Regions from separate parts of the Sus scrofa genome. Here regions 2, 3, 4 and 5 are each linked to region 1. Evidence: chromatin contacts called from public HiChIP or PLAC-seq data. All regions are on one chromosome and are shown on one strand. Each heading gives the region's core, a stretch centred on a gene start, on an enhancer-like site or on the middle of the called end of the contact. The rest is flanking DNA. Distances are from core to core; before and after follow the strand shown. Region 1 overlaps C10H9orf3 (aminopeptidase O). Region 2 overlaps C10H9orf3 (aminopeptidase O). Region 3 overlaps C10H9orf3 (aminopeptidase O). Region 4 overlaps C10H9orf3 (aminopeptidase O). Region 5 overlaps C10H9orf3 (aminopeptidase O).

Region 1 (4,799 bases), core at 675-3,174:
CCATAAGGATGGGGGGGTTCCATCCCTGGTCTTGCTGAGTAGGTTAAGGATCCAGGGTTTCCATGAGCTGTGGTGTAGGTCACAGATGTGGCTTGGATCCCGTGTTACTGTGGTGTAGGTCACAGATGTGGCTTGGATCCCATGTTGCTGTGGTGTAGGCCGGCAGCTGCAGCTCCAATTCGACTCCTAGCCTGGGAACTTCCATACGCCACATGGACGCCCCTAAAATGCAAAAAAAAAAAAAAAAAAAAAAAAAACCGATTTAGATTGACTTATTTGGCTCCTTTATCCTTTATTATTGAACTTTCTCACCATCATGTCATTTGGGCAGACAGAAATGTTAGCCTGACTCTTGTTGTCAGCCTGTATTCCCTGCCAAAATATAGCTAAACTATTACGCCCAGAGACCCAATGCCCAGTACAGTGTTTCGTATAGAATAGGTGTTCAGTACTTACTTGTTGAATGAATGTGTTCTCTGTAATCAGACAGAAGTAATATATTCATGGAAGAAGCATTTAAGATCACCACTGATAGTAACAAAAGTGATTTCAGGGTCTTTCCTTTAGTTTTGCTTCTGATTAGAGTTTATGCCTTTTCTCCAAACTCAGTATCTTTTAAAAGGAAAAAAAAAATCGATGTAGTACATTCCTGTTCCACCATTTGGTAATTTGTTGTTGTTGAATTTTGTTTTATTTTTTCAGGGTCTAATTTAGAGTCTAATTCCTAGAAAATTAGAACATTCCGCTTATATTTTTCCTAGGAAGCTTCAAGTGAATGAATAAGACTGGCTAATTTAAGCTCCTTCCAAATGTTGGAGAAGAAGCATATGAACAAATGAAAGGTGTTAAAAGCTGTATGTGCCCTCGCTTAGGATCTGATTTTGTTTTTCTATGCAAAAGTAAGAGACTGTAGACATTACTTCATCCCGGGCAAAATGCTGCTCTCCAGCCTGTCCAATAGACCAGCTCCCTGACATTCTGTCTTGATTTTGTATGGAAAGTCTAGAGAAAAGCCAAGATTTCAGGGTCTGGACCCTCTGGTGTGCCACTGAAAGCCAACTTTTCTTCTCTCTTGATGGCTCCAAATAAGCAGTACTATTTAGCCTGCTCCCACAGCAAGCAACCAGGAATGACGTGTAAGGACCTGGTAAATTAAAAGACGTGTAGGACTGGTCATGATTGTTTACACAAAGAGAGAATGCGAAGTAGGGAGAGCTCCTTATTTCTCCAACCGAGGAAACTTTATTCCAGGCTAATACACACACACACACACACACACACACACACACACACACACACATGTGTTTCCAGGGGTAGGAGTACAGAAGTGAGTACATCTTTTCTCTTTAGATTAGAAAACCCCTGGTGATGGAGGACAGTACTCTGCTCTGCTACATCCTTCGTAAGGTCTCACATAATGCCCTGCACTTTCTAAATCTTTGTCAGTTCATTCTTTTGTTCGCAACTTGCTTTTGACTAGTTCTTGCTTGTCATTCTAGCGTTGCACTTACCATATTTGGCATACGGGGAAGTCATCACGATCTCTTTTGGATTAGGATGATTCTGGCAGGCATGTGTATACCAATTCTTGTTGCTATGGGTTTTTTGTCTTAAGCTTGACATTCATGATTTTTCTCAAGGAAGTGAAGTCCTAAAGCATGCTTATGACCGTCTGGCACAGAATGATTTGTTGTCCAGTGTGCCGATCCATTTCGTATTTTAAGTTTAAGGAGAACTAGTTTATCCTAGGATTTAATTGCGGTCAGAATGCAGGTGAGACTTGGGGTAGCCAATCTGGTGAAAGGTATTCCTTTATGTATTAGCCACCAGGGACAAAAACCTCAAAACCTGTGGAGGTGCTTGTGTTCTGGGTTCAGTAGGTGGCGCTCTTCTACCTGGTTCACTAGTGTGATCTTGAAGGTCATTCTCTCCAGTCCGTGCCGTAGGCGGTTCCATGTTACCGGGAAGGAAACCTGAAGCCTTGCCCAGTGGCATCAGAGCCTGAGAAGCCATGGCATGATCTGGCACATGGCCCTGGTCAGGCAGTGTTGGTGCATACCAGCCCAGGGCGTCTTACTGTCTCCTTTGTTCTGATGCCAGTTCCCGCCCTTGAGCAACAGCGGAAAAGAGCTAAGGAAAGACAGTCACACCATGAGTATTCTGGAGGGTGGCACTAGCTCATAAAACCAGAACGCGTAGATACAGCATCTAAAACGTAGTGAGAGGAAAAAAAGTCGGGGTTTGCAGAGAGACCCAAAAACTAGAGAAAGAAGCCAAGAGAGGAAGAGCAACAAAACTGGGAGCTTCACCTATGTTGTATATGTCTACTGTATTTATTATTGTTATGTATCTATTATATTTATTATTGTTACATATCTATTATATTTATAATTATATATCTATTATATTTATTACATTAAATATATAGTATATACACTTATAAATTCATATTCATATATATGCGTGTTCCTATACATATCATCAAGCATTTAAAATTTGTAATACAGAGGTGTTCCAAAATAATGAAATAGCTTGACATAGTTTGGGCAAGAAGTTCTGAAATTAAGAATAGCTACTAGAGGAGTTCCCATCGTGGCACAGTAGAAACGAATCCAACTAGGAACCATGGGGTTGTAGGTTTGATCCCTGACCTTGCTCAGTGGGTTAAGGATCCAGCGTTGCCATGAGCTGTGGTGTAGATTGCAGACACGGCTTAGATCTGGCGTTGCTGTGGCTCTGGCATAGGCCGGCAGCTAAAGTTCCGATTGGACCCCTAGCCTGGAAACCTCCATATTGCCATGGGTGTGGCCCTGAAAAAGGCAAAAGACAAAAAAAAAAAAAAAAAAAAAAGAAAAAAAGAGAGAGAATAGCTACTAGAGAAAGAAAAAAGCTTGAGGTAGGAAAGAAGCAGGTGCCTCAGAAGAACTGAGTGAAGAAATATGATACATAAATGAAAGCATGTATCAATTTGATGTTTCCAAAAGCTGCATCTTGTTTGTCTAAGCTACAGTAGAAAAGTTTAAAAGATGAAGTGGATGCTTTTGAAAGAAGAATTTAAATGCCTGCTTTAATTTTCAGTGAAACTCTAACCCTTTAAAAATGAGAAATTCCGGAAGATGCTTAACTCGGCAAAGATAAATCTGCTTTTGCCCCTGTGGAAGCAGGGTGTTTGTGAATGGTATGGCTGTGCCTTTGGTGTGTTTGGAGTGAGTTTATCCGACTTCTCTAAGAATAGGACAATGATATTCCATAAGTTTTGTATTGAACTTACTAGTAGTAGGCATGATTGATAGGTAGAAAGAACTACAGCATCTTGATTTTTTGCACTTATTTTTTTTCTTTTTGTAAAAATGATTTTCTAAACAAATAACTAGCCAAGTTTTTCACAGGTTTAGAATAAAAAGGTCTCTCTCCTCCCATGAACAAATACTCCATCACATTCTTCCTTTTTTCCTTTCCACTTTTCCTACCTTAAAAGAGAATCTTCAACACCATTCATAGGACAATTTTTTAGAATAGTATATGAAGAATTAAGGTAATTGTTTTAACACTCTCTCATTATAAGTATTTTCAAAACTTCTAATTTGAAAAATTACCCATTTCAAATCCTTATCATACCTACAAAAAACACAGTCATCTTTAAGGAAAATTTCAGTCCTGTTTGGGAGATGAAAATGTCTATTTGGATCTTGTAGCAGCTGCTAGCACAATGACAAGACCAACATCTGATGCATCTATCTTATTAGTGAAACAATTGAAGTCAAAGAATTTTCTCCCCTAAATAATTTCCAGTTTGAGAAGGTGGTGGAGAGGCTTTTTGAGAACCTTTTGAGGAGGCCCAGGAGGGAGGCGAGCTGGGTGGCTGCTCAAGCCTGCACAGTTAGGGAGCGCCACTTCCTCTGGGCCCCTTCCTCCCACCCCCCTCCCTGTGTGTGCTGCTAATGAATCCCGGCCTGGCCGTGAAATCATCCAGTGGTGTGATGGGCTTCTGGCCTCTGCAGAGGAAAAACTCTTGGGTTAATTCAAGTACAGCTTGTTCTCTTTGTTTTGCAGCTGGTGTAGTGAGGGAGTCTAGGGGCAAGTGGATTGAATCAAAAAGGAAAACGAAGGCATTCACTGTCTGTTTTATCGAGGATGGCTCATTTAAAGTAAACACCATTTAAATAGTCTCCAAATGGCCCATTTCTATATGAAGTCATACAGGATGCCCCCTTTGGGCTGTCATTCTCCTTTAAATGGATCGCTTTGTGCACAGAGTTTTAGTGCCATTCAACCTTAAACCCCATATTTGGCCTCATAAGGCCACGGGCTTCAGTGCACATGTGGCAGCCATACCTTCGACAGTCTTGGCCTCTGCCTTCAGAAAGTCAGCCTAAGCAACCAGGGGAGGCAGCTGTAAAGATGACAGCAGTTAACATTTCTTCAGCACTTACTATGTGCCAGTTAGTATGCATGGTGATTTCTATATGTTATTTCTATATGTTATCTAACTTAGTCCTCACATAATCCAATGGGGGAGACTGTGGTCCTTCCCTTTTTACCGATGAGGAAACTGATGCTTGGAGAGATGAAGCAATGTGCCCAAACTGTTAAGTGTGGGTCACAGAATCGAACCCCAGCAATCAGATTCCAGAGCTGGAACTCTGGAATGGACATACTCCAAAGACATAAACCCTCGTCAATTCTCCTTGCAAGGTAGGCTTATCCGAACAATGGATAATCCAGAAATTATTTCTCTTCATCCCTGGAATGCATGCTCTGCTTTCTGGGGCAGTATTTCTCACCTTATTATTTGCATT
Region 2 (4,799 bases), core at 1,148-3,647, 250 kb after region 1:
CCTAATGGCATGTGGATAGACACCAGTCATTTGGTTTTGTTCTTCTCCACAATAGTGAGACAGGAAAACATTCTTAAATTTATTTACAGACTGAGAAAAAGAACAGCCTTGGTTTCTTCCTGTCATTGTTCTTTGGTCTGCAGCAAATATAGCAGTAGTTCGCATGCAAGTATGTCTCTATCCTTTGGCTTTATTCAAGAAGACCGATCCTGTTTCTCAGCACTACTCTGCAGTTTCATTTGCGTCTCTCTTTAGTTGGTCCACTTATAGTAGAATAAATTGTCATTGTTCCTGTTCCAAACTGGAAGCTCTCAAAGTGCTCTTTAGGCTGCGGATAGGATTTCTATTCTAGCAGAGCTCCATTTTAGGTCAGTCTATAATCATTTTTTAGCCTTCAGTTGTTGCTCTTGTTTCTTTTGCCCAAACTATTTTGATGTGAAGTTCCTTTGAAGGCTGACGGCGTTTATACACATACCAGCTCATGAAAGACATTTAATACTGGGCATTACTCCTCCTCTGTTGTCATTTTGCACCGTTTCTTTCTGGTGTGAGGGAAGAACTACCCCTGTTACCTTTCAGGAGGCACGGTTGCAATGTTTAATGTATTTCATGACAAAAAGTGAATTCTCATACAGGCAGCTGTCTTGAAACGCTTATATTCTCTGAAATGATTCTTGGTCATGTTGAGTGGCCATGTTTCTCGATGGCAAAGAGAACCTGGTTCTCGGAGTTGTGGGAAGCTCATCTTTGGGCAGTGCTGCTGCGTGGAACACCGGGAAGAACTAAGCGTTCCGGTAACTTCAGAAAACAAAATCATCACCAGCAAGGAGCTGTCTAAAATAACCGGAAAAAATTATAGCTCAAGCATTTGGAGGAGCGTGAAGGCCACTCGAGGTCCCTGGCACTTGAGTGCGCTGGGCCACAAGAGTACACGGAGTCGGGAGACGGCTTGGGGGGAGCGGGGGTGCCTAGGCGCTCGCGTTGCTGCGCATGCGCGCATCCCCTGGGAAGCCGGTGCAGAACCGGGGTTGTCAGGCCGTCGGCCGAAGTCTTGTGGCCTCTGTCCCTCCAACCCTTGGTTTACATGTGAGAACGCGGAGGTCCGTGGTGCTGGCCTGAGACCAGGCGCTGCTCTCTCCAGCTGTCTGCCTGGGCAGCTCCTCAAAAGAAGCCGTAGAAGCGGAGCAGCTCTGCGTTCCTGGGGAGAAGCGTGTGTGGCTGGTCGTTGTCACGTTGTGGGGCACAGGCACCGGAGGGCGGCGGGAAAGAAGTGCCGGGAGATGCAGCGGGGCACTCCCAGTCCAGCCCTGGTGGCCTAGAACCTCGTCCAGAGTGAGTTTCCCGAGGACCCTCCCATCCTGGCTTGGGTGGGCGTGGACTGGGTCAGACCTTGAGGGCTCCGAGCGGGCAGGACTTCGTGGTGAGACAGCTGGGTGTCTGGAAGGGTGTTAGGGCCAGTGTGAAATTTTGCCTTTAGTGAACTTTACAAGGCACAGATTATCTGAAGTTTTTGTCATGTTTGTCACGGACCAAGCAGCTGTGACATGAAAATATTTTTGCTCTTTTTCATCTAACAATAGTGTGACCCGAGAACAAGGCATTTTATTTGGGAAGGCTCTAAAGGTACTTACAAATGCCTTTTCTTCAGTCTGTGCAAATATTTTTTAATGTTTGTTATCTTTTTTTTATCTAAAGTGCAAGGCTGCTTTCCATGTTTAAATGCATTCGCGCCTTGATGTATTGCACATTTAAAAGGAAGTTTTTCTGCGGTCTTGCTGAACTTGGCTGTTAGCTTACAGGCCAAATCAAACCACCTCCACCCACAAAACAGTATCGATAAATGCTGAACTTGGATCATAAAAGGTTTAGTTCCCCAGAACTCTGTGTACATTTGGCAGGGCAAAGTGAGTAGGAATATTATGGGTTGGGAAAGAAGCTGCCCGGGTTTTCTCTGCAACACAACTGGCAGATGCCGTCCCAAATGAGAAGCTGTTTCAGCCTCGTGGAGCCCCCCCCCCCCCGCTCCCAGCAGAAGGAAGGGCGCTGGAGAGAAGGCATAGATGATACTCCCGTGTTCCTAATCTCAGCGTACCTTGAGGCTTTATTAGAGATTAAGTCACTGGCTTAGTCAACAATAGCTTTACCTAATCATAGAGCACCAGATTATCACAAAACAGATCCAAACCATGCTGAATTTGCTTCCAACAAAGGATTGCTGATGTGCGTGTACAGCTCGGGTGCCCGTGCCTGCGAACACACACACTTTACCTGTTTCCCTGGCCTTTGACCTCCCAGCAGGGGAGGTTTGGGCAAGGCCGGCTTGGTGACCACCACCTTCCACCCTGGAGGAAAGAGCTGCAGCCGTTATTTCCAGAGCTGGCGCTGTTGGTGTCTGCGTCTGCCTCTGACTCATGCTCCCCAAGAACTGCCCTGTGCATAATGCAAAGTCATTGTTATCCTGAGCCATCCTAGGGAGAGGCTCAGTGGAAAAAGTGAAGGTGGAGCAGACCTGGCTCCAGAACAGAAGGTGAAAGATAATGTTTTTTGTTTAGTTTTGCTGAACTTCACATTCAATTTTGTGGGAACAGCCGTAATCCTGATGGAGTTCAAGATAAAAAAGGAGAGGAACTCTGACTTGTTGCTGCAAGACTCCTTGGCCTGGTGTTCAGATTCTTAGCCAGGAGGCCGAGAGGAGAGCGAAGTAACCATCAGCGATTGTTCAAGTTTTTGAACACGTATTTGTAGTTTCTTCGTTTTTCATTTTTTGTATCAGATCTGTTTTGCAGTCATGCCCTGCTGCAGAGAAGAGAGAGGGAGGTTTTATAAATCTGTGTGACCGTCAGTATTCTTATTACTTGTCTTTGATAACCTTGCAATAATCTGGGAGGATGAGACACATCATTTAAATACTTCTTTAAAGAAATATTGCTGTGGTATTCATGGTGGGACATTTTCCTGTGAAAAACTCTTACCAGCATATTTGAAAATACTTCCTTTTCTAGAAAGACAGTTCATTATAGTAAGTCTTAATATCAGAAATAATTCAAAATCAAAATAAACAAGAAAATGTTGTTTTAGCAATAGTTGAATTTTAACAGTAGCTTGGTAGAAAGAATTCATTCGTCAAGAGCATTTCCCCCCCGCGCAGTTTCCCCGAGACTAGTTTTCTTAGCAAGAGAAAGGTTACTCTGTTATGGATGGACGTGTCTTTTTTTCCTTTTCCCAGAACATGTGTGGTCTCTGTTCACTTCTCTCTCCGCAGAACTTTGGAGATGGCCCCAGCTAATGCCTTGTGGGTCATCGATGCTGTTAGAATCAAATCGAAGTCGTCAAGTACATTTTCTTTCTCCGATCCAATAGTCCTTCATGCTGTGGTTGAAGTCCCCTCTTCACCCCTTACTAGCTTTTTTTGTTTTTGTTTTTTTTGTCTTTTTAGGGCCGCACCCGTGGCACATGGAGGTTCCCAAGCTAAGGGTCGAATCAGAGCTGTAGCTGCCAGCCTACACCACAGCCATAGCAACACCAGATCTGAGCCATGTCTGTGACCTACACCACAGCTCATAGCAACGCTGGATCCTTAACCCACTGAGCAAGGCCAGGGATCGGACCCGCGTCCCCATGGACGCTAGTTGGGTTTGTTAACCACTGAGCCACAACAGGAACTCCCTCTTACTAGCTTTTTTATCTTTTTTTTTTTTTTTGTCTTTTTTTGCTATTTCTTGGGCCGCTCCCGCGGCATATGGAGGTTCCCAGGCTAGGGGTCCAATCGGAGCTGTAGCCTCCGGCCTACGTCAGAGCCACAGCAACATGGGATCCAAGCCGCGTCTGCAACCTACACCACAGCTCACGGCAACGCCGGATCCTTAACCCACTGAGCAAGGGCAGGGACCGAACCCGCAACCTCATGGTTCCTAGTCGGATTCGTTAACCCACTGCGCCACGACGGGAACTCCTAGCTTTTTTATCTTGAATAGATTCGTCTGTGTAAGCCTCAGTTTTTTATCTTGAATAGACTAGCCTGTATAAGCCTCAATTTCTTCATCTGTAAAATCGTTAACCGTAAAGCACTTAGCCTTAAAGAGTTGCCATTGCATCATTGCTCACCCACAGTCGTTATTAATGTTATTGGTTTGGGCTTTTTCAATACTGTTATCAGGGTTTAAAGTTACTTGTAATCCGTGGTATATTAACAAGACCGGAAGGAGCCTTAGGAAACGTAGCCTCAGGAAGAATGACTGCAGAGGCTCTTAGGGTTTGGAACAGCAGCCTTGCATCTATGGGCCAGCTGAAGTATCCCCAGAATTAGGCCAGGGAGGCAGCCCCATTTCTTCTCTGGCAAGTCCCAGCCATGCCTAAGAGGTGCACCTGTCTCCCAGGCTGACACAGGAATCTGCTCTGTGGGGCCCCTGCCTTGGGGAAATACTGCCTTGGAATCTCTTAGAAGTTTCCACTAGGATCCTCCAAACAGAATTTTAGTTGAAATCATCAGAGCTGTCTTACTGATTTGGGTTCAGGTCTTTTTTTTTTTTTTTTTTTTTTTTTTTTTTGTCTTTTTGCCTTTTCTAGGGCCACTACCGTGGCATGTGGAGGTTCCCAGGCTAGGGGTCTAATCAGAGCTGTAGCCACCGGCCTACACCATAGCCACAGCAACACGGGATCCGAGCTGCATCTGCGACCTACACCACAGGTCACGGCAATGCCGGATCCTCGACCCACTGAGCAAGGCCAGGGATCGAACCTGCAACCCTATGGTTCCTAGTGGGATTCGTTAACCACTGCGCCACCACGGGAACTCCTGG
Region 3 (4,799 bases), core at 611-3,110, 200 kb after region 1:
GGTTGATTAGGAGTTCCTGTTGAGGCTCAGTGGTAACGAACCCAACTAGTATCCATGAGGATGGGAGTTCGATCCCTGGCCTTGCTCAGTGGATTAAGGATCCAGCTTTGCTGTGAGCTGTGGTGTAGGTCACAGATGCGGCTTGGATCCTGCGTTGCTGTGGCTGTGGTGTAGGCCAGCAGATGTAGCTCCAATTCAGTCCCTATCCTGGGAACTTCCATATACCACAGGTGTGGCCCTAAAAATATTAAATCAATTTAAAAAAAAAGGCAAAGACTTGGTTGATTGGTTATGAAAGCTGAAAAAAGGAGTCCAGCACCACCTGACCTTTCTCTCTTGGCCACTCAGTTACACACCGAGTAGAGTAGCCCTGGACATCCGGCAGCGGCAGGCGTTCTGTCTCAGGAATGAATACGAGGCAGAGGGCATGGAAGGGAAAGCACTTGAGCATGGAGGCAAGGAGATGAGGCAGTCGTGTTTCAGACTCTCCAGTGTGAGGATTCTGTCTCCATGCTCATGAGACCAAGAGACAAATAAAGCTAGAAGTGCTTAGGAGATGCAGATAAATCCTGGGCGCCCATCTGCCCCGGCAGAAAGGCACCCTAAGGAGTACTCCATCCAGCCTGCCTTGCCCACCTGATATTCCAGTGGTTAACAGCTGCTGGGTCTGTCTTTGCTCGTCAGTTATTATGTTAGCATGTGCACATTCCTCTGTTTGTTTTAATTCAGTACTTTTCCTCCCCCACGGAGCTAGGGAGTACTCGGTTGTAAATGTGACCTCAGCAATCTTACTGATCTCCCCAAGCACAAATAACTTGCTCTGATCAAGAAAAGAAATAACTTGGCTCAGCGGGCTGAGAATCCAACTAGTATCCATGATGATGTGGGTTTGATCGCTGGCCTTGCTCAGTAGGTTAAGGATCCAGTGTTGCTGTGAGCTGGTGTAGGTTACGGATGCTGCTCGGATCCTGTGTTGCTTGGCTGTGATGTAGGCCGGCAGCTGCAGCTCCGATTCCACCCCTAGCCTGGGAACCTCCATATGCCGTGGGTGTGGCCCTTTAAAAAAAAAGTTTAAAAAAAGTAACCGTGCAAAGCTCTGAGGCATACACTATTTGTATCCACATGTAGGGAGGGAACTTAAAACCTGAATCACTAAATTTAAAATTACCCATCTGAAATGTACAGTGCATTCCAGAACAAGAGCATTTTCCATGGCAGGCCCTGAGCAGGACCCTCTGGAAGCTCACGTCCCTCTAGAACCGCACTTTCCAAGTTCTTTCCATCCCGGCTCACTTCCTGTGAACATTACCCGGGCTTGTCCTTTCCTTCAGGGGCACAGATAGAACGTGATCTTGAGCATCTCAAGAGGCCGGAGACAGAGCCCAGGGTGATAAAGACCTTCCTCCTGTGCAACAACAAGTTAATAAGCACAAGCCGCAGAGAGGGGCTAGGCGTCAACTTCCTGTCCTTGTCACTCCGCCCTGAGGCATCGACGGACAACGAGCAACACAGCACACAGCACACTCGATACCATTTTTTACGTACGCCTGGGTCTGTTTCGTGAAACAAAGAGCCGTGGGTCTCTTTCTTGGCCTGAAATACAGTTTATTTTTCTTTTTTCTTTTTTGTCTTTTGTGGGCTGCACTTGTGGCACATGGACGTTCCCAGGCTAGGGGTCTAATTGGAGATGTAGCTGCCACCCTACGCCACAGCCACAGCAACGGAGGATCCGAGCTGTGCCTGCGACCTACACCACAGCTCACGGCAACACCTTAACGCACTGAGCGAGGCCAGGGATGGAACCCACATCCTTGAGGATACCAGTCAGCTTCGTTTACTGCTGAGTCACAATGGAGACTCCGTACAGCTTATTTTTCTGAGCACCATCATTCAGGGTGGCCAGTACATCCTCTCCTCTGCAGCACCAGCTACACGGGACCACATCTAGAGCTCACGGGGTCTGCAGACCCACTTTCTGAAATAGCAAGTTGGATTACAGGACGTAGGAGTAGAGCCAGGGAACTCTCCAGCCAGATACCCAGGTACCCAGGAGGCCTCAGTAATGAGGCGGAAGGACTGCTCACGAGCACAGATATGGAGGCACGTGGTCCTGGGTCTGTGTACTTTTAGCTCTCTGCATAAAATCAATTTCCATAGTGATCAGACATGCAGAAGAGTCATTTCCTGTAAGTCCTGGGTCCCAGCGAAGTGGAAATGCTTCTGCTTGTCTGTTGTGATTATTTAAGCCACATGATCTCAGGGGGGAAACATTCACCGTTGGCTTTGACTCGGAGCTTCTTGATTTGAAAAAGTCAGCCTTCAGCGTTACCACTGCCATACAGCCAAGTCCAGAACTCAAAATTCACCCATTCCATCATCTCAGTCATGATCGAAACAGCAAAAACTAGTGTACATTTTTTTTTTCATGAAACACACAGCCCGTTTCTTCCATACAAAATTAAGCATTTTCAAATGGTCTCCCGTAATTTCCTTGGGAGATGAGCCTCCCTATATATAAAAATCGTTTTGAGTGGCTGGAGTTACTGCCTTCTCTCAGAGTTTAACAGTTTGGTGTCTGCACTGAGACTGGGAATCTAGAAACCTGGGTTGCTTTTTTTTTCTTTAGCCTGGGCTGACCTGGACTAGTCTCCTTGTGCTGTGGTTTCTCCATCTGCTAAACAGCTACACAGCGGTTGACACCCACTTCACAAGGATGCTATGAGGAATGAGGTGGTAACGGTTATAAGACGCTTTGAACCTTCCAGGGGAAAGGGATCTGGAAATACAGGTTCTCTTCCTTGGCAGGAGAGTGTCTTTTGCCCCTGGATGCAGCTGCACACTCTCCTGTCCTCACACTTCTGCCCCTGCCCCGGGTCTCCCCATGTCTTGAGAACTGAGGGGCAGACAAACAGGGCCCCAAGAGCCAGGTCACCTTCAGCAGGTAAACGAGAAGTCAGCGTTATTTGGAGCCAGCGCAGGCCTTCCCCTCCTGCGGGCTTGTCTGCACCGGAAATCACCAACCCGCGTGTTGTGAAGCCCGAATTCAGCACAGAAAGAAAAGCGGGGGCTCTGCAGCTGGGATCATGTAAGTCTGAATCCCAGCTGTTCAAGCACCATGTCTGAGGCCCAGGATACGTCTCCTAACCTCTTGGGCCTTTATTTGCTCATTTCTAAGATGGGGATAATAATATTGGTCCTGCACAGACATTGTAAAGTTCCCATGATATTTTTCTTTTCTTTTCTTTTCTTTTCTTTCTTTTGGTCTTTTCTGAGCCGCACTCACAGCATATGGAGGTTCCCAGGCTCGGGATCAAATCAGAGCTGTAGCCACCAGCCTACGCCACAGCCACAACAACACGGGATCCAAACTGCGTCTGCAACCTACACCACAGCTCACGGCAACGCCAGATTCTTAACCCCCTGAGCGAGGCCAGGGACCGAATCCGCAACCTCATGGTTCCTAGTCGGACTCATTAACCACTGAGCCATGACAGGAACTCCCCCATGATATTTTTTCTATAGTGTCTGTACATAGTAGGTGTTCCGTAAGCAGTAGCTACTACTTTTATGCCAGTGCTTGGTGGTGGACAGAGGAGTTGTTGTTTGTTTTTAGTGCCACTGTGTAATAGTACCTGTGTGTGCATATAGGGCAAAGCAATATTTGCCTCAATACTTTCTAATGAAATAGCCCTCACCCTTGACCTGAATAGCTGTCCAGGGCATAGACCATGGCGCATATTGGTCACTGGGATTTACCTTCTGTGCAAGGTCATCCCGCAGAGAACGATGGGGCACCCTGTCCACACACCATCTCTCACCTCTCCGAAAGAACCCGGCCAGTGCCACCCTCCACACCCCTCCCGAGCACCCCATGTCTCTCTAGGCCCCTCTCACTGCCTCTTGTCTGAACACATTCACAGCCTCCTCATTGGTCTCCCTGCCTCCAGCCTCGTCTCCCTTGATGACTCTTCCTGGGCTCCATTCCATTCGGCCCTACCTCGGCCCTGCTTCAGAGCCTCCTTGATGAAGCTGAGGCTCCACGGCAGGATTCCAGGGGTTCTCACAGGGCACTCCATTTCCTTTCTCACCCATTTTGTGTGCCAGCCCAGCTGACCATGGCTCTGGACTTCCCTGTCTCTGCTCTCTTTGCCCTGCTGCATGAGCTTCTTTCATTTCCCCTGGTCCTACCACACTGTTGGGGACAGCACAAACCTTTATCCATGACACAGTTCAAGCTTTGTTGCCCTTCAGAGTTTCCATGGTGGCTCAGTGGGTTGACAGCTCAACTAGTATCCATGAGGGCCCGGGTTCGATCCCTGGCCCCACTCTGTGGGTTGGGGATCCGGTGTTTCTCTGAGCTGCAGTGTAGTTGCAAACGAGGCTCGGATCCCACGTTGCTGTGTCTGTGGTGTAGGCCGGCAGCTACAGCTCCAATTCAACCCCTAGCCTGGGAATTTCCGTATGCTGCAGGTGCATGGTGCAGTCCTAAAAAGCAAAAGAAAAGAAAAAAGAAAAGCAAAGAAAAAGACCCCCTCGTCCCCCCTCAAGCTCTCGGCCCCTTCTCCACACTGTCTACAGGCACTGTGGCATTTGACTCCCATCTGTCACATGTCCCCATCAGACAGCCACGCCCTGGGTATCCCTCTCAGCCTCCCCCAGAACCTCGTGCTGGGGGGCATCATAGAGAAGCTTTTGCCTGTTCTCAGTCTTCCCCGGTGAAGCCTTGGACCTCATGCGGTAACATTCCAGGACTCAACTCCTCAGCCCCACCCAACCCCCCCGCCCACCCGCCATGCCAG
Region 4 (4,799 bases), core at 1,040-3,539, 160 kb after region 1:
CTGATGGGCCAGGGAGCATCGGGGTTCTTCCCTGTCATCACTGCATTTTTTTTTTTCCATCTTTTTAGGGCCACACTTGTGGCATATGGAAGTTTCCAGGCTAGGGGTTGAATCAGAGCTGCAGCTGCCGGCCTACACCACAGCTCACGGCAACGCCGGATCCTTAACCCGCTGAGCAAGGCCAGGGATTGAACCTGTATTCCCATGGATACTACTAGTTGGGTTCATTATCACTGAGCCACAACAGGAACTGCCCTGTCACTACATTTTGACCGTTAGTGTTCTTATCTGGACTCTTCAGGAAGCTGTGTCCATTTTGTCCCCAGGGCCTGGCGGAGCATCAGTAAGTAACTGTCAAGGGAACTATTAGGGAGCTTTAATTTCCAGAAATGCCTGTGGATGCAGCCCTTTCCCTCCCCAGTGGGCACGCTGCTGCCCTCCCCTGTGGAGGGTACAGCCGTGGGGGCCTCAAGAGCACGTGGAGGAGGGCAGCCCATTCTGACCAGCAGGGCAGGGAGCAAGGCCGTCTCTTTCCCCAAGCCTGCGTCCAGGCAGCTCGGCCTTTCTGCTTCTATGCAAACAGAATCATCTGGGTCACATTAGCCGGCTCCACTGTAAACAGCCCTGACAAACTGAGGGCTGGGGAGAATAGGAGGTAAATGGAGGGGGCCTTTCCCACCCGATGCAGGACAAAGCAGGAAGGGGCTGGGTGGAACCAGAGTGCAAACGGCCCCCTGGGGAGGCCTGCTCACAGGCTCGCTCTCTCTCTCTCCCAAGTGGGTAGGGGTGTGGGTGGGAGGGGAGGTTCCAGGACAGGGTGAGGGTGGGGGCTTGGGGGGGGTAGGGTTGTGGGGGAGGTTCCAGGAGGGGGGGGCGGTGTGCGCCTCCCAAAAAGGCCCGGGGGTTGGGGGGGTGAGGGCTGGTTCTACGTTTGCGGACCTCAGAGGCCCTCTGACCCCTCTACTACTAGGGCACAAGGCAAGGCAGGGGCCTCTGTGCCACCGACGCCCCCAACCCCCTCTTCGCCTGCAAAAAAACCAAAACTCTCCGCTCCATGGGACGGCTCTGACCCTGCGTGAGGACAACAGTGACTGTGTTTTGTGCATATGTGTCTGTGTGTCTGTGGTCTAAGCAGCTGGCCCCCCACGAGGCCCAGGAGCAGCAGGAGCTGAGGGCTTGCCTGCGCTGGCGTCGCCTCCGGGACGAGGTGCGGAGCTCCCCTGAGGAGATGCAGGTGTTGAGGTAAAGCATCACGTGATCCCGCCCCCCTCCTTTCCTTCAAGCCTCATCCAGGCCATCTCCTTAAATCGGCTGTTTCCTTTTAAAATTAAATTGGGCTGGATTACTCATCCTCCCAGGGACAGGATTGTTATGTTTTAAGTCGTTCAGGGTGTGGGTTTGGATTTGCCTTCTGACATTTTCCCTGGGTGTCTATTCAGGAAAAAAAAAAAGCACGGGGCCGTTTCCGGGACCACATTCTTCACTTGAGGTCGTAATAGTCACTCTGTGTGGTGGCTGCGGACTTGGAGAAGGTTAAAGTCCGGTAGCCTGGCAGACAGTAACCCTTGAAAGCCAAACGGGGTGGGGGGAAGAAAAAAAACCTTTAGGAAAATATTGATTCCTAAGTGTTTAGTAGTAACAGATGTTTGTGTCAATGGGGCCTTTTGTTCCGGATGCAGCCCCGCAGGAGGCCACTCCTGTGCTGGTGGGAGGATTCTGCTCTCAGCTCCTGTGTTTTATTTTCTGAGTGTGTCCTGCAGCACTTGTTAAGGATTACTTCTTGCCATTTTTTTTTTCTTTTTTTTTTGGTTCCTCTGTTTGCTCCTTCTCGTCAGGTCTCTAAATAGTTGTTTATCTGAAACCTCAAGCCTAGGCCCCAGGAGCACTGCAGTTGCCATGGCAACAGAAGCTTCCCTCCTGCCCCCTCTTGCTTGGAGCCCAGCCTTTGGACTCGGTGGTCAGACAGGTGGGAAGGCGGCCATCCAGGAGTCACCCCTCTTTTTAGATGGCTGTCCTGAAGGCCAATTCCTGGGCAGAAGCCCGCCTGCATGGATTTTGCTTCTGTTGTTTATTTTTAATAAACAACACCCCCCTGCAACACACACACACACACACACACACACACAGAGGTGGCTTCCCCCTAAGGCTGGAGTCTGAGGGAAATGCGGGCCCAGCCTGACCCCAGCGAGGCCGACCAGTCCTTCTGTGCTGCCCGGCAGCCAGGGTGTGGCCGCTCTTCCCACGAAGAAGTCCCCCCTCTCACGCTAACTGCTGCTGTGGCTGACTCATCCATTGTTTAGGAAAGCCAGAGCCAGGAGCCCTGCCTGCCCCACCCAGCGCCACTGTTCACACATCCGGTCACTCAGCCAGCGGGATGGCCACACCCACGGCCAGCGTGCACAGGGTCCCTGCTCTCATGCAACTCGCGGTCAGTTGGGCCCCTCTTGCATGCACGGCTAGTGACAGGTGGTAAGAAGCGGTGTGAAGGGAGCACAGAGATTGACAGCAAGGAGGATGCCTCTCTGTAGAGCACCAAGGCCTTAAGGCAGGAGGCACACGGCTTGGCATGCTGGTGCTGGAGGGACAGAGAGGAGGGCAGCGTGGTAGGAAGAGCAGGGAGAGGCAGGCAGGCGCTGGAGCTTCCAGCCTTCCCCCAAGTGCAACTGGAAGCCGCCCAGGGCCTTCAGCAGGGAAGGATCCCTGCTCTGCGGGCAGCAGACAAAAAGCAAGGAGATGGGTTAGAACGTGGCAGTAGACGGTCACGCTTCCAGTCCTGCTGGTCACAGGACAGACACGAGAAGCCAACCTATTTAAGACAAGTTTTGGCAGTGGGACTGGCAGGTCTTTGGTCTATTGAGTGTGGAGAGGAGGCAACTGAAAGTGTCCAGAATGACTTCTAGGCTTTTGACTTGAGCAGCTGGGCAGACAGATGGCGGTGCCATGTGGTGAGATGGTACAGACTCCGGGTGGAGCAGGCTTTGGAGGGAAGAATCAAGATTCCCATTCGGCATGTGTTAAGGTTGACGTGCCAAATAGATACTCAACTATTGAGAACTCAGTGGGGTTTACAAGTCAGGAGCTCACTGGAAAAAATGGGGACATTCAGCCTATGGCTACTGACAATCCCAAGCCTGGTAAAATCACTGGGAAAGAAGAAGGTGGGAGAAGAGGTTGGGAGGAAGAGGCGGAGCCAGCGGAGGAGCTGGGGAAATCAGTGCAGAGAGAACCCAGGTGCCAGGAGTCCTGGAAGTCAGGAAAGGGAGTGAGTCAAAAATTGTATTGGGAAAATAACAATTAAAAAAAAAGAAAAGAAAAGAAAGAAAAGAAAGTGAGTCAAGAAGATGGGAATGGGATGTTGGATGCTGCCGAGGGCCGTGGGACGGGGAGGGAGAGAAGGGGCCCTGGAGTGAGTGTGGGCCCTGCAAAGGATGCTGGTGACCTTGACGGGCATGCATGTATTCATGAGTTGTGGAGAAGGGAGCTAGATCGAAGTGACGAGTGAGGGGAGATCAGGAAGCAGAGACACTGGGTGTGGACTGTGTGAGAGAAGTTGTGCCGGAAGGGGAGGTAGATGAAGATCAGAGAGGTTTGTTTTAAGGTGGCTGCTGCGGGAGCACACTTATGTGCGAGCTGTAACTAGGCCAATCCCGTCAGCTCTCAAGGCTCGATGCTTCCATTCCCCAAGTCCTTTGGAAGCCTCCCGTTCTGCATGCCCCTAGTCCTTTGGTGGAGTTAGGGGCATTATAATTAACATTCCTTGGAGTTCCCGTTGTGGCTCAGCAGGTAAGGAACCCGACCAGTATCCACGAAGACACAGGTTCAAGCCCTGGCTCCCCAGGTCAAGGATCCGGCCTGGCCGTGAGCTGCGGCATAGGTCACAGATGTGGCTCGGATCTGGCATTGCTGGGTGTGGTGTAGGCCGGCAGCTGCAGCTCCGATTTGACCTCTCGCCTGGGACCTTCCACATGTTGCAGGTGTGGCCCTAAGAAGCAAAAATAATAAGAATAATAATAGTAATAACATTACTTGATGAAATAAGTTCCCAGCTTATAAGCAGTCAGAAGGACAGTGGGAAATCCGTACACATGTGCAGAGAGCGTTAGCTCTAGACTTGGTGGTGCTTCTAATGTCCAAGAGCTTGTCCTTTGTGTGTGGAGCTGGGAGAAGGAATACACTATTTTTAGACCCCTGTGCTAGAAGGCTTATTATGGCATTTGTTTTTCTTAGTATTCAGAAATTGTGTTTGCCTAAATTTAGGCTAACCGTGAAATGACTGCATTTGAAAGATTTGTTGCACATCACTATAGAAAATATTGTTATCCGATGCACTGACCGTGAAGAGGAAATGTTTCTGAACCGATCCCAAGTTACATAGTCTAGGTTTAGTTTCCTCTCCTTCCCTAGAATCCTCCCTTAAATGGGCACGGAGAGCCTCAAAATAAGTGAAAGGAAGAACCAGACTTGTGAGAATCTGTCCTCAGATTTTTGTTGTACTACACAGATGAGACCTGGAAAGAAGTCCCGGGAAACCACACAGTAATCAAAGGTGTTATCTTTCTGGTCTTGAAATGATGGACCAAGAACAACTTAGAAATCTGGGTTTCAGGAGTTCCCATCGTGGCTCAGTGGTTAACAAATCTGACTAGGAACCATGAGGTTGCAAGTTCGATCCCTGGCCTTGCTCAGTGGGTTAAGGATCCCGAGTTGCCATGAGCTGTGGTGTAGGTCCAGCGTTGCTGTGGCTGTGGTGCAGGCCAGCGGCTACAGCTCTGATTTGACCCCTAGCCTGGGAACCTCCA
Region 5 (4,799 bases), core at 845-3,344, 130 kb after region 1:
CCAAAGACACGGCTTGGATCTGGCGTTGCTGTGGCTTTGGCTGTGGTGGTCACAGCTGCAGCTCTGATTGGACCCCTAGCCTGGGAACTTCCATATGCCACGGGTGCAGTCCTAAAAGGAAAAAAGGAAAAAAAAAAAAAAAGAGAGAGAGAGAGAGACAGAGAGGGAAAGAAAAGATAGATGTGAAAAGCCTTCAAAAATTATAGGAGTTCCCATCGTGGCGCAGTGGTTAACAAATCTGACTAGGAACCATGAGGTTGTGGGTTCGATCCCCGGCCTTGCTCAGTGGGTTGGGGACCTGGCGTTGCCGTGAGCTGTGGTGTAGTTTGCAGACTCAGCTCGGATCCTGCGTTGCTGTGGCTGTGGCATAGGCCAGCGGCTACAGCTCCAATTAGACTCCTAGCCTGGGAACCTCCATATGCCGCCGGAGCGGCCCTAGAAAAGGCAAACAGACCAAAAAAAAAAAACAAAAAAATTATAAGGGTGTTACTATTCCCTTTATTAATTGAAGGATTTTTCTTCTGGGAGGTCACTGATGGGAGAATTAATTTACTAAGGAAACTCATAATAAATAATGTAACAAATCATAAACGAATAATAATAAATAAATAATGTATCAACAATATTTTAGTATCAGCTTCAGTTGCTTTCCCAAAAATACAAGGAAGAGCTAAACCCTGCAGCCATTCGTGGACAACCCTGCTGGGTGACTTGTGCACACTGCTTCTCAGTTGTCCCTTAGCCGTCACCTCTGTAGAGGAGAAAGCTGAAGAACTGAGAGATCCAATAGTTGGTCCCACCCCAGGCAGGGGACCCCCCAGAGTTGCAGGGGGAAGCTTTGTCTGCAAAGTGTGTTCAGGCCCACACATCAGGTTGTCTTCTGGGGACAAAAGTGTAAGAAAGAAGGGTCTGCCTGGCTGTGTGCCCCTTACACATCCACACAGCCTCTCCAGAGCTTCTATCCCAGCAAGAGCTGGGGTGTCAGGGGGCTCAATGGGACAGGACCATTCCCCCTTCAGCCACCATGAACTTCTGCTGAAGCAGCCCCTCTGTAAACTGATGAAATGTCACTATACTTAAGTCAAAGTTAAAAAAAAACAAAAAACGAGTTCCTGTTGTGGCTCAGTAGGTGAAGAACCCGACTAGTACCCATGAGGATGCAGGTTGGATCCCTGGCCTCACTCAGTGGGTTAAGGATCCAGCGTTGCCGGGAGCTGTGGTGTAGGTCACAGATGTGACTTGGATTTGGCGTTGCTGTGGCTGTGACATAGGCTGGCAGCTGCAGCTCCAACTCAACCCCTACCCTAGGAACTTCCATATGCCAAGGGTGAGCCCCTAAAAAGAAACAAAACAAAACAAAACAAAACCACATTGCAATGTCCTTTCTCATCCGAGCAGCTGACAAAGTTTCGGACTGTCAGGTTTGTGACCGCCAAGTGTTTTAGGCTGGAAATCCAGAAGTAAAAGGCTCAGTATCCAACCTGCTCTGAGCCTCAGTTTCCTTGTTTGCTCTTTGGAAGTGGAAGTTAACATCAATTGACCGTCGAGTGCCTTTGAACTCCAGCTTTCTTCCTTTCCAACTTATGGAAATTATTTTCCCCACTTTCCTGAGAGGGGAAGTATAAGACCCCAGGCTGTCTGTGACAACTGCCAAAGCGGCTGTTTTTTAATGGAAAGTCAGCTTCCTTCTGAGGTTGCTTAACATAGCAGAAGCTGCTCGAGAACAGAGAAGCCCAATGTTTCCCTTTAGCTTTTTTGACGTCATTTGCCTGTGGGTGGGTTCCCATCCGCCGCCTCTCTGACCACACCAAATTTTATTGCACAGATTTAAAAAACACACCTCGGTGTGGCAAACCACCTCAAGAAGCAATTTAGCCCAGAAGCCCTGCCGCTAAGCTGCGGCCGAGAGCGCCAGTTTCGGTCCAGCCTTGGACTGTGCCAGGATCCCATCTCGGAGGAGTAAATGAGCCATCCTCCCCCTCCCTGCCTCCCGCCAATAAAAGCAGAATGTTCACTTGACACTATCTCATGGGGGATTTGAAGAATCAATTCTAAACACAGACTTGAAAGCACTTAGCAATCTGAGAGCAAGAGGGCGGGACTACCATTTGTGGCCTGTTTACTGTGTGCTAGGTACTAGGATGGGCACTTGACTTCCCTTTTTCTTTTTCTTTTTCTTTTTTTTTTTTTGCTTTTTGCTTTTTGCTTTTTAGGGCCACAGTTGGGGCATAGGGAAGTTCTCAGGGCCAGGGATTGAACCCTCATCCTCATGGTTACTAGTTGGGTTCCTTACCGCTGAGCCACAATGGAACTCCTTGACTTTTCATTCTTTTTTTTTTTTTTTTTTTTTCAGCTTCTCTATAGCAAGTTTATTATAAAAATACAATCTCATCTCAAATTAGCTTTCAGATTCAGCTGTGGAGCAGAGATCTTCTGCCTTAATAAAAGACAGTTGAGGTTGAATCTATTTAAGTTGCAGTTATGTCAGAACACAGAAAGTGGTACATTAGGTTCATTAGCTCATGTGGGGGAAAAAAAGTGGTTAAAGCTGTTCCATAAAACAAGACAGTTCAAATGTGAGATAAAAGTGATGAAATGATACAAGTCAGACACTAAAATACGGTACCGCAGTGGGTATTGCTTTTAGAAGTTGACAGTGATGTGTGATAACTCAAGACCGTTTCATACAATGATTGTGTGTGTGTGTGTGTGTGTGTGTGTGTGTGTGTGTGTGTGTGTGTGTGTGGCTTTGGACCCTTGTGTAAGGATTTCTAGTTAATTTATTGACTTTTATTCTTTATTTCACTCAGCTCTATACTCTATAATCATCAGACACAAAACTGTCAAACAGTTGGATTTTAGGCCGCTATGAACCCAAAGCTTATCAAGAAGACAGAGGACAAGCAGTGGTGGGGGTGGGGGCAACTGGACTGATTATAAGCCGGGGGCGAGCTGAATGTCTTTACCATTTTTAACACCATCTGCACAAAGTTTAAAAATCTACTTATATGGAGTTCCTGTCGTGGCGCAGTGGTTAACGAATCCGACTAGGAACCATGAAGTTGTGGGTTCGATCCCTGGCCTCGCTCAGTGGGTTAAGGATCCAGTGTTGCTGTGAGCTGTGGTATAGGTTGCAGACACAGCTTGGGTCCCGAGTTGCTGTGGCTGTGGCTTAGGCTGGTGGCTACAGCTCTGATTAGACCCCTAGCCTGGGCACCTCCATATGCCGTGGGAGTGGCCCTAGAAAAGGTAGAAAGACAAAAAAAAAAAAAATCTACTTATGTCCATTTGCAATGCACCAGGCGTCAGAAATACATCCATTCATACAAATATTTTGCCCTCTCGGTGCTTGGAGATGTCAGAGAGTTCAGCAGTGATGGCAAATCTAGCTGCTGATAAATGACAGAGATGTTAATCTCATTCCAGTATTTTCCTTTCTAAGTTAAAAATAATTTTGCCACCCCTCCTAGTACGTGTTTAGGTGATTCGTCTTATAATGTGTAATAGGTGATAAATTCAGAACTGAACTTGGTCTCCAAAATAAGCAACGTTGCCCATGACATTATGGAATGAAAACACACACGCGTCTTGGTCTCGCCTGCTCTGAGTCTTCCACCGCCTGGCAACGTGAGCAGTGTACACGGTGAGACGTGAGACGCTTGTGTGGAAATCACGCCACACGAAAACTGTGACTCAGGTCTGTTCTCAGAAGAACTGAGGTAATGGCTATTAATATTTTATTTCATACATTATAGTGTTTGCAGAAGCAAACACTGTAGTTAAGGTTACGTGCATTGATGCTTGGTTTTGCTTTAGGCCAGGCTTTCTTTCCACAGATGCATTCAACCTAAAGGTGGATTTTCAGAGCCTTAAAATAATGAATGAAAGAACAAGAAAGAAAATTTGGGACCAGTTAAGTAAACGATTATAGTTACACAGACTGTGAAAAATATGGTATTTGTTATACTTAGAAAATAGCATGGAATGTTTTCTTTCTCTTGCTTGTTGTTATCCCACTACCAAGTGAAACTGGTGAACAGCAAAGTGACACAACCAAAGTGGCTGAAACTTTCCTTAAAAGTATCCCTTTGCGGGAGTTCCTGTCGTGGCACAGCAGAAACAAATCCGACTAGGAACCATGAGGTTGCGGGTTCAATCCCTGGCCTCGCTCGGTGGGTTAAGGATCCTGCGTGGCTGTGAGCTGTGTGTGGTGTAGGTCTCAGACTCGGCTCAGATCCCTCGTGGCTGTGGGTGTGGTATAGGCTGGCAGCTGTCGCTCCGATTAGACTCCTAGCCTGGGAACCTCTATATGCCTCAGGTGCTGCCCTAAAAAAAAAAGTATCTCTTTGAGGAATTCCCGTCATGGCTCAGGGGTGATGAACCTGACTAGCATCCATGAGGATGTGGTTCGATCCCTGGCCTTGCTCAATGGGTTAAGGATCCGACAAGGCTGTGAGCTGTGGTGTAGGTCTCAGATGCGGCTCAGATCCCTTGTTGCTGTGGCTGTGATGTAGGCTGGCGGGTGTAGCTCTGATTTGACCCCTAGCCTGGGAACCTCCATATTCTGCAGGTGCGTCCACTAAAAGACAAAAAAAAAAAAAAAAGAAAGAAAAAAGAAAAAAGATACCCCTTTGTTAGCAGAAGAAAAGGCCAAGTCTTACCCCTGTACACACCTTAGTAAGCAGCTACTGGTATTTGGTGTCATCACTACCTCAGAAGCATTTGTGAGTGTGGCTACAGAGGGTGGCATACACAGATTTCTGCCCTCAGTCGCTGTGAGCTTCTGGCTTTGACTGAGT

What was found. HiChIP or PLAC-seq counts read pairs in DNA pulled down with a chosen protein or histone mark.
Region 2: a contact with region 1 is called in an H3K27ac HiChIP or PLAC-seq map of skeletal muscle, with 7 times the contacts expected there. The contact joins two enhancer-like sites. A contact is called at or near these places in 17 of 47 Hi-C or Micro-C datasets (alveolar macrophages, brain, embryonic fibroblasts and 11 more) and 2 of 2 datasets of contacts at active chromatin or transcription factors (alveolar macrophages and skeletal muscle).
Region 3: a contact with region 1 is called in an H3K27ac HiChIP or PLAC-seq map of skeletal muscle, with 6 times the contacts expected there. The contact joins two enhancer-like sites. A contact is called at or near these places in 2 of 47 Hi-C or Micro-C datasets (embryonic fibroblasts and epiblast stem cells) and 2 of 2 datasets of contacts at active chromatin or transcription factors (alveolar macrophages and skeletal muscle).
Region 4: an H3K27ac HiChIP or PLAC-seq map of skeletal muscle shows a contact between it and region 1, with 8 times the contacts expected there. The contact joins two enhancer-like sites. A contact is called at or near these places in 7 of 47 Hi-C or Micro-C datasets (embryonic fibroblasts, fibroblasts, liver and 3 more) and 2 of 2 datasets of contacts at active chromatin or transcription factors (alveolar macrophages and skeletal muscle).
Region 5: an H3K27ac HiChIP or PLAC-seq map of alveolar macrophages shows a contact between it and region 1. The contact joins two enhancer-like sites. A contact is called at or near these places in 4 of 47 Hi-C or Micro-C datasets (embryonic fibroblasts, skeletal muscle and subcutaneous adipose tissue) and 2 of 2 datasets of contacts at active chromatin or transcription factors (alveolar macrophages and skeletal muscle).

The regions. Positions count from the first base shown.
Region 1 is chr10:27,395,551-27,400,349 of Sscrofa11.1, reverse strand. The region is part of intron 3 of C10H9orf3 (aminopeptidase O); the gene reads left to right. Among named protein-coding and RNA genes, the nearest start is that of C10H9orf3, 74 kb to the left of the region's middle. Within about 2 kb of position 1,924, at least 33 of the 83 cell types and tissues checked have an H3K27ac peak or open chromatin away from gene starts, as enhancers often do. A contact at or near this core is called in alveolar macrophages, fetal skeletal muscle, omental adipose tissue and 3 more, where this site is marked.
Region 2 is chr10:27,142,864-27,147,662 of Sscrofa11.1, reverse strand. The region is part of intron 14 of C10H9orf3 (aminopeptidase O); the gene reads left to right. Among named protein-coding and RNA genes, the nearest start is that of MIR23B, 65 kb to the right of the region's middle. Within about 2 kb of position 2,397, at least 39 of the 83 cell types and tissues checked have an H3K27ac peak or open chromatin away from gene starts, as enhancers often do. A contact at or near this core is called in alveolar macrophages, fetal skeletal muscle, omental adipose tissue and 2 more, where this site is marked.
Region 3 is chr10:27,194,027-27,198,825 of Sscrofa11.1, reverse strand. All of the region lies in intron 11 of C10H9orf3 (aminopeptidase O), which reads left to right. Among named protein-coding and RNA genes, the nearest start is that of MIR23B, 120 kb to the right of the region's middle. Within about 2 kb of position 1,860, at least 17 of the 83 cell types and tissues checked have an H3K27ac peak or open chromatin away from gene starts, as enhancers often do. A contact at or near this core is called in skeletal muscle, where this site is marked.
Region 4 is chr10:27,237,256-27,242,054 of Sscrofa11.1, reverse strand. It overlaps C10H9orf3 (aminopeptidase O), which reads left to right. Exons shown (of 19, transcript XR_002336299.1): 7 at 1,136-1,242. Among named protein-coding and RNA genes, the nearest start is that of MIR23B, 160 kb to the right of the region's middle. Within about 2 kb of position 2,289, at least 50 of the 83 cell types and tissues checked have an H3K27ac peak or open chromatin away from gene starts, as enhancers often do. A contact at or near this core is called in alveolar macrophages, retroperitoneal adipose tissue, skeletal muscle and 1 more, where this site is marked.
Region 5 is chr10:27,263,431-27,268,229 of Sscrofa11.1, reverse strand. All of the region lies in intron 5 of C10H9orf3 (aminopeptidase O), which reads left to right. Among named protein-coding and RNA genes, the nearest start is that of MIR23B, 190 kb to the right of the region's middle. Within about 2 kb of position 2,094, at least 24 of the 83 cell types and tissues checked have an H3K27ac peak or open chromatin away from gene starts, as enhancers often do. A contact at or near this core is called in alveolar macrophages, skeletal muscle and subcutaneous adipose tissue, where this site is marked.